2 separate regions of the Sus scrofa genome follow, and region 1 is linked to region 2. The links are chromatin contacts, called in public HiChIP or PLAC-seq maps. All regions are on one chromosome and are shown on one strand. The core of a region is the stretch at or near the end of the contact, and the rest is flanking DNA. Distances in the headings are between cores, read along the strand shown.

Evidence for each region. HiChIP or PLAC-seq counts read pairs in DNA pulled down with a chosen protein or histone mark.
Region 1: a contact with region 2 is called in an H3K27ac HiChIP or PLAC-seq map of skeletal muscle. The contact joins the enhancer-like site here to the promoter of PCDH7 in region 2. A contact is called at or near these places in 5 of 47 Hi-C or Micro-C datasets (adipocytes, embryonic fibroblasts, retroperitoneal adipose tissue and 2 more) and 1 of 2 datasets of contacts at active chromatin or transcription factors (skeletal muscle).

Annotation. Positions count from the first base shown.
Region 1 is chr8:23,536,971-23,541,161 of Sscrofa11.1, forward strand. All of the region lies in intron 3 of PCDH7 (protocadherin 7), which reads left to right. Among named protein-coding and RNA genes, the nearest start is that of PCDH7, 80 kb to the left of the region's middle. Within about 2 kb of position 1,646, at least 12 of the 83 cell types and tissues checked have an H3K27ac peak or open chromatin away from gene starts, as enhancers often do. A contact at or near this core is called in retroperitoneal adipose tissue and skeletal muscle, where this site is marked.
Region 2 is chr8:23,457,145-23,461,679 of Sscrofa11.1, forward strand. PCDH7 (protocadherin 7) reads left to right here and starts at 2,331. Exons shown (of 5, transcript NM_001244484.1): 1 at 2,331-2,707; 2 at 2,710-4,535. The coding sequence starts at 2,331.

The DNA of each region.
Region 1 (4,191 bases), core at 396-2,895, 79 kb after region 2:
GCAAAGCTGGAAAAAAACAGAAAGTGTTTCTGCTCATAGACATACTAATAGTAACAACATCAAAAGTGGTAATAATAGCAGACATTGACTTAACCCTTACTAGGCACTGGATTTTGTACTAAAAATGTTACACGGATGAGATCATTTACTACTACTAGTAAAATTTGTTTTCAAGCAATAGAAATAAAGTTTATAACTTAATGTTTTAAATGACAATGGCTTTGGGAACCACCAGTGGGGCTCACAAAGTTCTAGTAGAGGATAAACATGTTCAGAAAAGAGAAACATCCAGAGGGTAGAAGTAAATTCCCAGGTTAACGGGGATCGGTAAACTGTCTTTTTCAAGCTCACTATTCAGACCCTAGGGAGGAAATGCTGAAATCCCCTTTTGGGGTAACTTGTCAACTTTTTGGTTGACAAGAAGAGCAACATACTTTGCATAACAGCGTTACCAGATTAAATTCAGTGAGTGAAAGTAATTTGCTCTGAGGAACTTGGAATATTTTTAGAAGTAACCCATACATCCCAGTTTAAATATGAGGGAACTAAATCTTAGGGAAGTTAAATGCCTTGCCCAAATTTAAACATTTAGTAAGTGAATGAATCCATATTAAAGCCAAACTCCCAGCATTCAGATCAAGAAAATTGAAGACTGAGATGACTCTTTTATGTAGCATTTCTAGTGGTTTCATCAGCATGGTGACCAGGTAAGATTACATCAGGTTTTCTGGAGCCAGTTTTAAATAAGCAGAGCCATTGAATACAAGGTACTTTACCAAGATTTTTTTTAAGAAAGAAGAGGAAACAGCAATTTGATAGTGGAAGAGAGGAAGGTTTTTTTTTTTTTTTTTTTTTTTTTTTTTACAAAATAGGGAAATTCAGGTTGGTTTGTATTGAGAAAAGGTGAGAGGTTGAACAGAAAAGAGAAGACACATTGATGAAACAAGATCTTGTCAGAGGCAGAAAGGAGTGGAATCAAAAGGTCAGATGAACAAGAGAATGAAGATTTTTCTCAGATGCAAAGTGAAGTCCCTATGAGTAAAGATACTGATAAATTTGGAGATGTAGAGGAGGGAAGCGGAGTGGGTTCACGCCTGATAGCCTCAGTGTTCTCAGCAGTAGGAGGTGAAATCATATGTTGAGGTTGAGGGGAGTGAGGGTGAGAGAGGGGTATCTGAGGAGGGTGTGGTGGGAACAGCTGCTGTGTGGAATGGGAAGACCAGCCAAGTAGGAATGAGTAATAGGGCTGCTAAACAGCTCAGAGTTCAGCTGACAACGGAAATCATAAATTTGTAGCAGAGTCAATCAGCGTGGTTATTCAATTTTCTCAGTAACTCTTGGCAGCCCAGGAGGAGGAGGAGAGCAAACAGATGGTAGGATTGATTTGGTAATGGGATTGGCAAGGCAGCTGTGAGAGGTCAAAGAATGGAAGAATCAATTGCACCCAGGAAAGTGTGTTATCAGGGGGATCAAAATTAGGAAGAGATGACAGTTGAACCAGGAAGGACTGGACACTGCTAAAAAAGTGGACGGGAAAAGTTGCCTTCGAAGCCTAAGAAGAATTTTTCTGGGCATGAGAGGGATAGGGGATTAGAGAGGAGAATTTCACAATTCTGGATAGGACAGTAGAACACTTTTTGTTTAGCAACAACCCGTTTTGTATCCATGGGTGTGGATTGCCAAAGCTGAGTGGGAGTGTTAGTCACTGAATATAGGGGCAAAAGAATTTTGAAGCTAAATAGTTCAGTGAGTCATCCAAGTCATCTAGGATGATGACAAGCAATAGAAGAAAAACAAAACCAACCAACCAAACAAACAAAAACACCAAAACCAAAAAACAAACAGGTCAGTTGCCAAATTATCCTAGTGAATTGATGAAGTACTTGTAGTTGACAAGATTTAAAAGACAGTTTGATTAATTGTTTGGGTTTTGTAGACAGAGGGTTTATTGAACGAAGAGAACAAAACAATGTCTCAGAACTGGGAGGGAAAGTCCAAGAGAATGTCCCTCTTCCTCTTTGCCCTGAGATAGGAAGATGCTTACTGCTTTTTCTAGTGTGTAGTGAAATCTATGTGAATAAAACAACTCATTGCAAGCAATTCCCATGCATGACAACTTAATTTGTTTTTAGCCTAAGATATGTTCTAGTGGATAAATTTCTTCTTCTCTACTAAGTCTAATACTAATTTGCATTTAAACATATCGTAATATAACCTCACCTAAACACAAAGTGCCTGACTACCAAAAAAAAAAAAAAAAAAAAAAACTCTCAGTTTTAGCCTCAGGTTTCTGATCTTCTTCAGTAAAACTTATCAAAGTGGTAGAGTTCCCGTCGTGGCTCAGTGGTAACGAACCCGACTAGTATCCATGAGGATGCAGGTTTGAATTCCTGGCCTTGCTCCACTGGTTAAGGATCCAGCCTTGCTGTGGTGTAGGCCAGCAGCTGCAGTTGTGATTCGACCCTAGCCCAGGGCCTTAAAAGCAAAAACAACAACAACAACAACAAACTCATCATGGAGTCCGTCTGGTCATTCCCCACTTACATCTAAAAGTCTTCTCAATCCACTACTAGGAGTCTTTTGTCCTTTCCACTCCACAGATAATGGCCATGTCAAGGTGACCAGAATTCCTTTGGCTGAATCCAGTGGTCAGTTCTGTCTCTTAGTCTAAATCTTAGCATTGGAGTGGTTGTTCACTCCCTCCCCCTGGAGCACTTACCACCATATTCACTTGGTTTTCCTCCTCCATCGCTGACTACATTTTCTTAGTTTCCTATGCTGCTTCTACTAGGTGTCTGTCATAAGTGCTCCTGGATTTTGTTTTTATGTATCACCAACCCATGCATCTCACCTGGACTCCATGCTTAATACATCTCCCCATTCAGCTTTTCCATTGGTAAAGGTATAAGTGTTTAGAAGTATACTTGGCACAGAATAAGTGCTCAATAATTGTTAGTTATCACAAACATGACAGAGTAGAAGTAGAACCATGGATCTTTTTCCTCATACACCTGTTTGTCCTCTTCATAAATCTTTTTCATTTGAGTGAATGGTACTAATATCCACCCATTGTTTTTCAGGGGAACCCCCCCCAGATCATCTTTTGCTCCTTTCCCTTATAGTCCACCCCAATCCATCTGTAATTTCTGTTACCTTTCGTACCGAGTCTAACCACTTTTCACCACCTTCTCTTCTAAATCATAATCAAAGCCACCAAAATCTGCTGATTCCCCAATTCTACTGTGTTCCCTACAATATACATGGACTGGCATTTCTAAAGTGCAATTGCAAACATGTCTTTCCACTGTTCAAAATCTGCCAGTGTTGGGATTCCCTGGCAGCTCAAGTGGGTTAAGGATTTGGCTTTGTCACTGTTGTGGGTCTGGTCCTGCCCTGGAACTTCCGCATGCCACCGGTGTGGCCAAAAAACAAAACAAAGCAAAATCTGCCATCACCTTTCTATTACAATGATAATACAATCCAATCTTCTGAAATGGTCTACAAGCATGACCTGAAATGGTCTATAAGCATTGACCTAGACCATGACCAAGTCCAGAAACAGACTTATTTCTGAAACCTCAACTTCTATTGTCAATATTATTTGCTAGACCAAAGCCTCTCTGACTTTTTTTTTTTCTGTCACTCAAACATGCCAAAATATTTCCTCCTTGGAATTTGTTATGTTATGCTTTCTGTTTGGAAGATGCTTTCTCCTCTGCAGTCTTCATATGCCTGCCTCCTCTTTATCATTTAAATTTCACTTTAGAGGTCAAGTCCTCACAGAGGACCATCTTCAGCATGATACTCTATTTTAATGTTCTTTGCATTCACTAGGATCTGCAGTTTCCACCCTGACCTTAGTTTGTCCAAATTCATCACACCTAAATCTGGAAAAATAAAATAATCTATCACAGAGTTTCATTTGGTTTATTTGATTATTTACATTTTAGTCATGAGTTCTTAAGTATTGTTTTTGTGTATGGTCGGTCATGTAAGGAAAGTAATTATTAGATTATACACCGGTATCTGCGTTAGGCATTTGGAGTGTTGTTAGCATCTCCAGCCATCCTCTTCACATTGGTACAAGTTGGCATGAATAATATGGTACTTGTTTTAGATCTGAGGATCTCTTGGAGAAGTACTGTTTTTGAAAAATGAGCTATTATTCTTTCGATTTTTATATAGGATATA
Region 2 (4,535 bases), core at 1,081-3,580:
GCATTTAAACAAAGACAGCCCCCACCCCCACCCAGCCCTCCTAACTGCTCTCCCAAAAAAGGATTCCTCTCCCGCTCTCTTTGGAGTTTGATGTTCTCTCTCAACCTCTGCAGCCCACCGTGGTTTCTCCGAACACCAGCGTAGCTTCCTGGGCTCACCCCGGGTTCCCAAAGCCACAGCTGACCAAGCCTTAACCAAGATGCTAATTCGCTAACGAGAGACACTTCGGGGGTGGGGAATATCGCCTGAGAAGAGGAAAAGGCAAAACGTTTCCTCAAACCAGCTCCAGCGCGCTCACACGCGCACTTGGCATTAGTAAGAGCAAAGAGGAAATTTACCAGCCCCAGGGAGAAAAAACTAGTACCCAACCCCCGCCCCCGGGGGGCAGCGGCTGCACTCGCTGGGGAAGAATAGGGCAATCTTTAGCTTAAGGGGGGGCTTGTTGGGATTGTGCACACTTGGAGTGGCCCCCGGAGCTGAAGCAGAAGCTGGGCTTTCCGAAGCCGGGCGGCTAGCTCGCTCCCGTCTCCCGCCCCCGCCACGGCACTCCTCCCTCCTTCTCTGCGAGTGTGTAGTTTCCGAGGCTCCGCTGCTACCGCCGCCGCCGCCGCCGCTACAGCAGCGTCAGGGACTAGCTTGAGCCGAGAGCGAGGCAGTGAGCTCCCAGCAGCAACCATCACTTTGGGCAAACTTGCGGGTTTCCGGCTGGCGGCTCGCGAGCGGGAGGTTCCCGCTTGCCATTCAGCGCCTTTGAGTCGCGGCAGTCAAAGAGACGGCTGGAGCGCCCGCACCAGACTCTCCCAGACACGAAAGGGGACGAGACAACTGCGGAATTCACCAGCCGTGCCAGGGCACTTCCGAGGCAACAACCGACTGGCACTTTTTCTCCCCTTGGCAAACTGGATTTTTTTTTTTTTTAAGCTACTTGGCAGCTGTCTCTGACTCCCCCCCCCCGCCCCCATGCCTTTTGCTTTTCTTCGGAAATCCGGACAGAATTGGGCATCTTTGTTAATTGCCGTTGGGGGAGCCCGGCCGGGGGCTTCCACCAGGCGAAAGTCGCCTGCGCACCGAGCCTGGTTTGCTCACCTTTGAACTGCAAAGGGATCAAGTTCAGCTCGAGTTGCTAGCGTTGGGACTGGGAGGACGAAGAGAGAGCGTGCAGGAGAGAGGAGTGGGAGAAGGGGAAAGGGGAAAGGAGAGGAGGGAGGAGAGAGGAGGAGGAGAGAGGAGAGGGAGGGAGGGGAGGGATCGAGAGAGAGCGCGGAGAGAGAGAGGCTGCAATCTCCTCCCTGAATCGCGCACAGCGCTGCAGATCCCAGTGCTCTGACATGCGGGCCGAATGCAGGTGAGGAAAGGCACGGACTCTGCGGCTGCGAACCCAAACTTGGGCACCGCACGGTGCGCACGGCTCAGCCTTCAACCCCGCGGGCGAAAGGCTGCTGCGGTTTCAGGCGGCGGCTTCGTGACTAATGACCTTGCGCAGAGTAGTTAAGAAAAAAAAAGAAACCCGAGCTCTCGTGGGTGAAAAGGGACTGACTCTCTGGGCGTCTCTGAAGATGGCTTGGACTGCTCTTTCGCGCGCGGGGGGAACCCGGACGCGGACCGCTGTGTGACGCGAGTGGTCTCCACTGCACCGTGCCCGAAGCGACCTGCCGGGATTTTTCATTCTCGATCTGTTGACTGGCTCTCCCGCTGCCTGAGCGGAGTCGGAGTTGAGACTGGCTTGTTGCTGGCCCTAGCACCTCGTGCAGGAAGCGACTCACGTTTGCCTGGGCAGCCGGAGCAGAAGCTTGGTCTGGAGTGAGTGGCTGGAACGTGAATTGGAGTCAACTCGAGTAGCAGCAGCAAAGACGAGCGGGGTTGGCAGGCGGGGGAGGCTGCAGACTCGCTCCCCGCCGCTTCCCGGCTCCACTGCCCGCGTGCCGGAGCGGTTCCGGCCCCATCCGACACAGCAGGGACGGGAGTCCGGGATCCTCTGCCCGTTGCGGGGATGACTCTGGGGGGGCGCCGAGCTCGCGGCGCGCAGTGTCCCGTGAACTGTGAGTACTGCAACTGAACGGCGGCTGGCGAGCGGGCGATTAGCACCCATTGCATGAATTATGAAACAATAACTTTCGGAAGAAGCAGGAGGGAAAAAAAGAAGAATCTAACGCTGGTCTCCCCTGGCCGACTTTGGACGCTGCTCTTGCCCCCTCCCACCTCTCCCTCTCGCTTCTTCCCTTCTCGGAGAGGGGAGAGGACTGGGAGGAGGGCAGGCGACTGGCCTCGGAGAAGGGGGGCGCCGAGGGGGCCGTGATTAGAAGGAGCAGTAGCAGCAGCAGCAGGAGAAGATGCTGAGGATGCGGACCATGGGATGGGCGCGCGCCTGGTGCCTGGGCTGCTGTCTCCTTTTGCCGCTCTCGCTCAGCCTGGCGGCCGCCAAGCAACTCCTCCGGTACCGACTGGCCGAGGAGGGCCCAGCAGACGTCCGCATCGGCAACGTCGCCTCAGACTTGGGCATCGTGACCGGCTCCGGTGAGGTGACTTTCAGCCTCGAGTCGGGCTCGGAGTACCTGAAGATCGACAACCTCACCGGCGAGCTTAGTACAAGCGAGCGACGCATTGACCGCGAGAAGCTGCCCCAGTGTCAGATGATCTTCGACGAAAACGAGTGCTTTCTGGACTTCGAGGTGTCGGTGATCGGGCCCTCGCAGAGCTGGGTGGACCTTTCGAAGGTCGGGTCATCGTGCTCGACATCAACGACAACACGCCCACCTTCCCGTCTCCCGTGCTCACGCTCACGGTGGAGGAGAACCGGCCGGTGGGCACTCTCTACCTGCTGCCCACCGCCACCGACCGTGACTTCGGCCGAAACGGCATCGAGCGCTACGAGCTGCTCCAGGAGCCCGGGGGCGGCGGTGGCGGCGGCGGCGAAGGCCGGCGCGCCGGGCCTGCCGACAGCGCCCCCTACCCCGGGGGCGGCGGGAACGGCGCGAGCGGTGGCGGCCCTGGAGGCTCCAAGAGGCGGCTGGACGCGCCAGAAGGCGGCGGCGGGACCAACCCGGGCGGCCGCAGCAGTGTGTTCGAACTGCAGGTGGCCGACACCCCGGATGGCGAAAAGCAGCCGCAGCTAATTGTGAAGGGGGCGCTGGACCGCGAACAGCGCGACTCCTATGAGTTGACCCTGCGGGTGCGCGACGGCGGCGACCCGCCTCGATCCTCTCAGGCCATCCTGCGGGTGCTTATCACCGACGTGAACGACAACAGCCCCCGCTTTGAGAAGAGCGTGTATGAGGCTGACCTGGCAGAGAACAGCGCCCCGGGGACCCCCATCCTGCAGCTGCGTGCCGCCGACTTGGACGTGGGGGTCAACGGGCAGATAGAGTACGTTTTCGGGGCGGCTACCGAGTCTGTGCGGCGGTTACTGCGCCTCGACGAGACGTCCGGCTGGCTCAGTGTCCTGCACCGTATCGACCGCGAGGAGGTGAACCAGCTGCGCTTCACCGTCATGGCCCGCGATCGTGGGCAGCCCCCCAAGACCGACAAGGCCACGGTGGTCCTTAATATCAAGGACGAGAACGACAATGTGCCGTCCATTGAAATCCGCAAGATCGGTCGTATCCCACTCAAGGACGGGGTGGCCAATGTGGCAGAGGACGTTCTAGTCGACACTCCCATTGCCCTGGTGCAGGTGTCCGACCGAGACCAAGGCGAGAACGGAGTGGTCACCTGCACTGTAGTGGGCGACGTGCCCTTCCAGCTCAAGCCAGCCAGTGACACAGAGGGCGACCAGAACAAGAAAAAGTACTTCCTGCACACCTCGGCCCCTTTGGACTATGAGACCACCCGGGAGTACAACGTAGTCATAGTGGCGGTGGACTCAGGCAGCCCCAGCCTCTCCAGCAACAACTCCCTGATTGTCAAGGTGGGGGACACCAATGACAACCCGCCCGTCTTTGGGCAGTCGGTAGTGGAGGTTTACTTTCCTGAGAACAACATCCCTGGAGAGAGGGTAGCCACCGTGCTGGCGACAGACGCAGACAGCGGGAAAAACGCTGAAATCGCCTACTCGCTGGACTCTTCTGTGATGGGGATCTTCGCCATCGATCCCGATTCAGGGGACATCCTCGTCAATACCGTGCTGGACCGCGAGCAGACTGACAGGTATGAGTTTAAAGTTAACGCCAAAGACAAAGGCATCCCAGTGCTACAGGGCAGCACCACAGTGATTGTGCAGGTGGCTGACAAGAATGACAACGATCCTAAGTTTATGCAGGACATCTTTACCTTTTACGTGAAAGAAAACTTGCAGCCCAACAGCCCCGTGGGAATGGTCACGGTGATGGATGCTGACAAGGGGCGCAATGCAGAGATGAGCCTGTACATAGAGGAGAACAGTAACATTTTTTCCATTGAAAATGACACGGGGACCATTTACTCCACAATGTCTTTTGACCGGGAACATCAGACCACTTACACATTCAGAGTCAAGGCTGTGGATGGAGGAGATCCTCCCAGATCTGCCACAGCCACAGTCTCTCTCTTTGTGATGGATG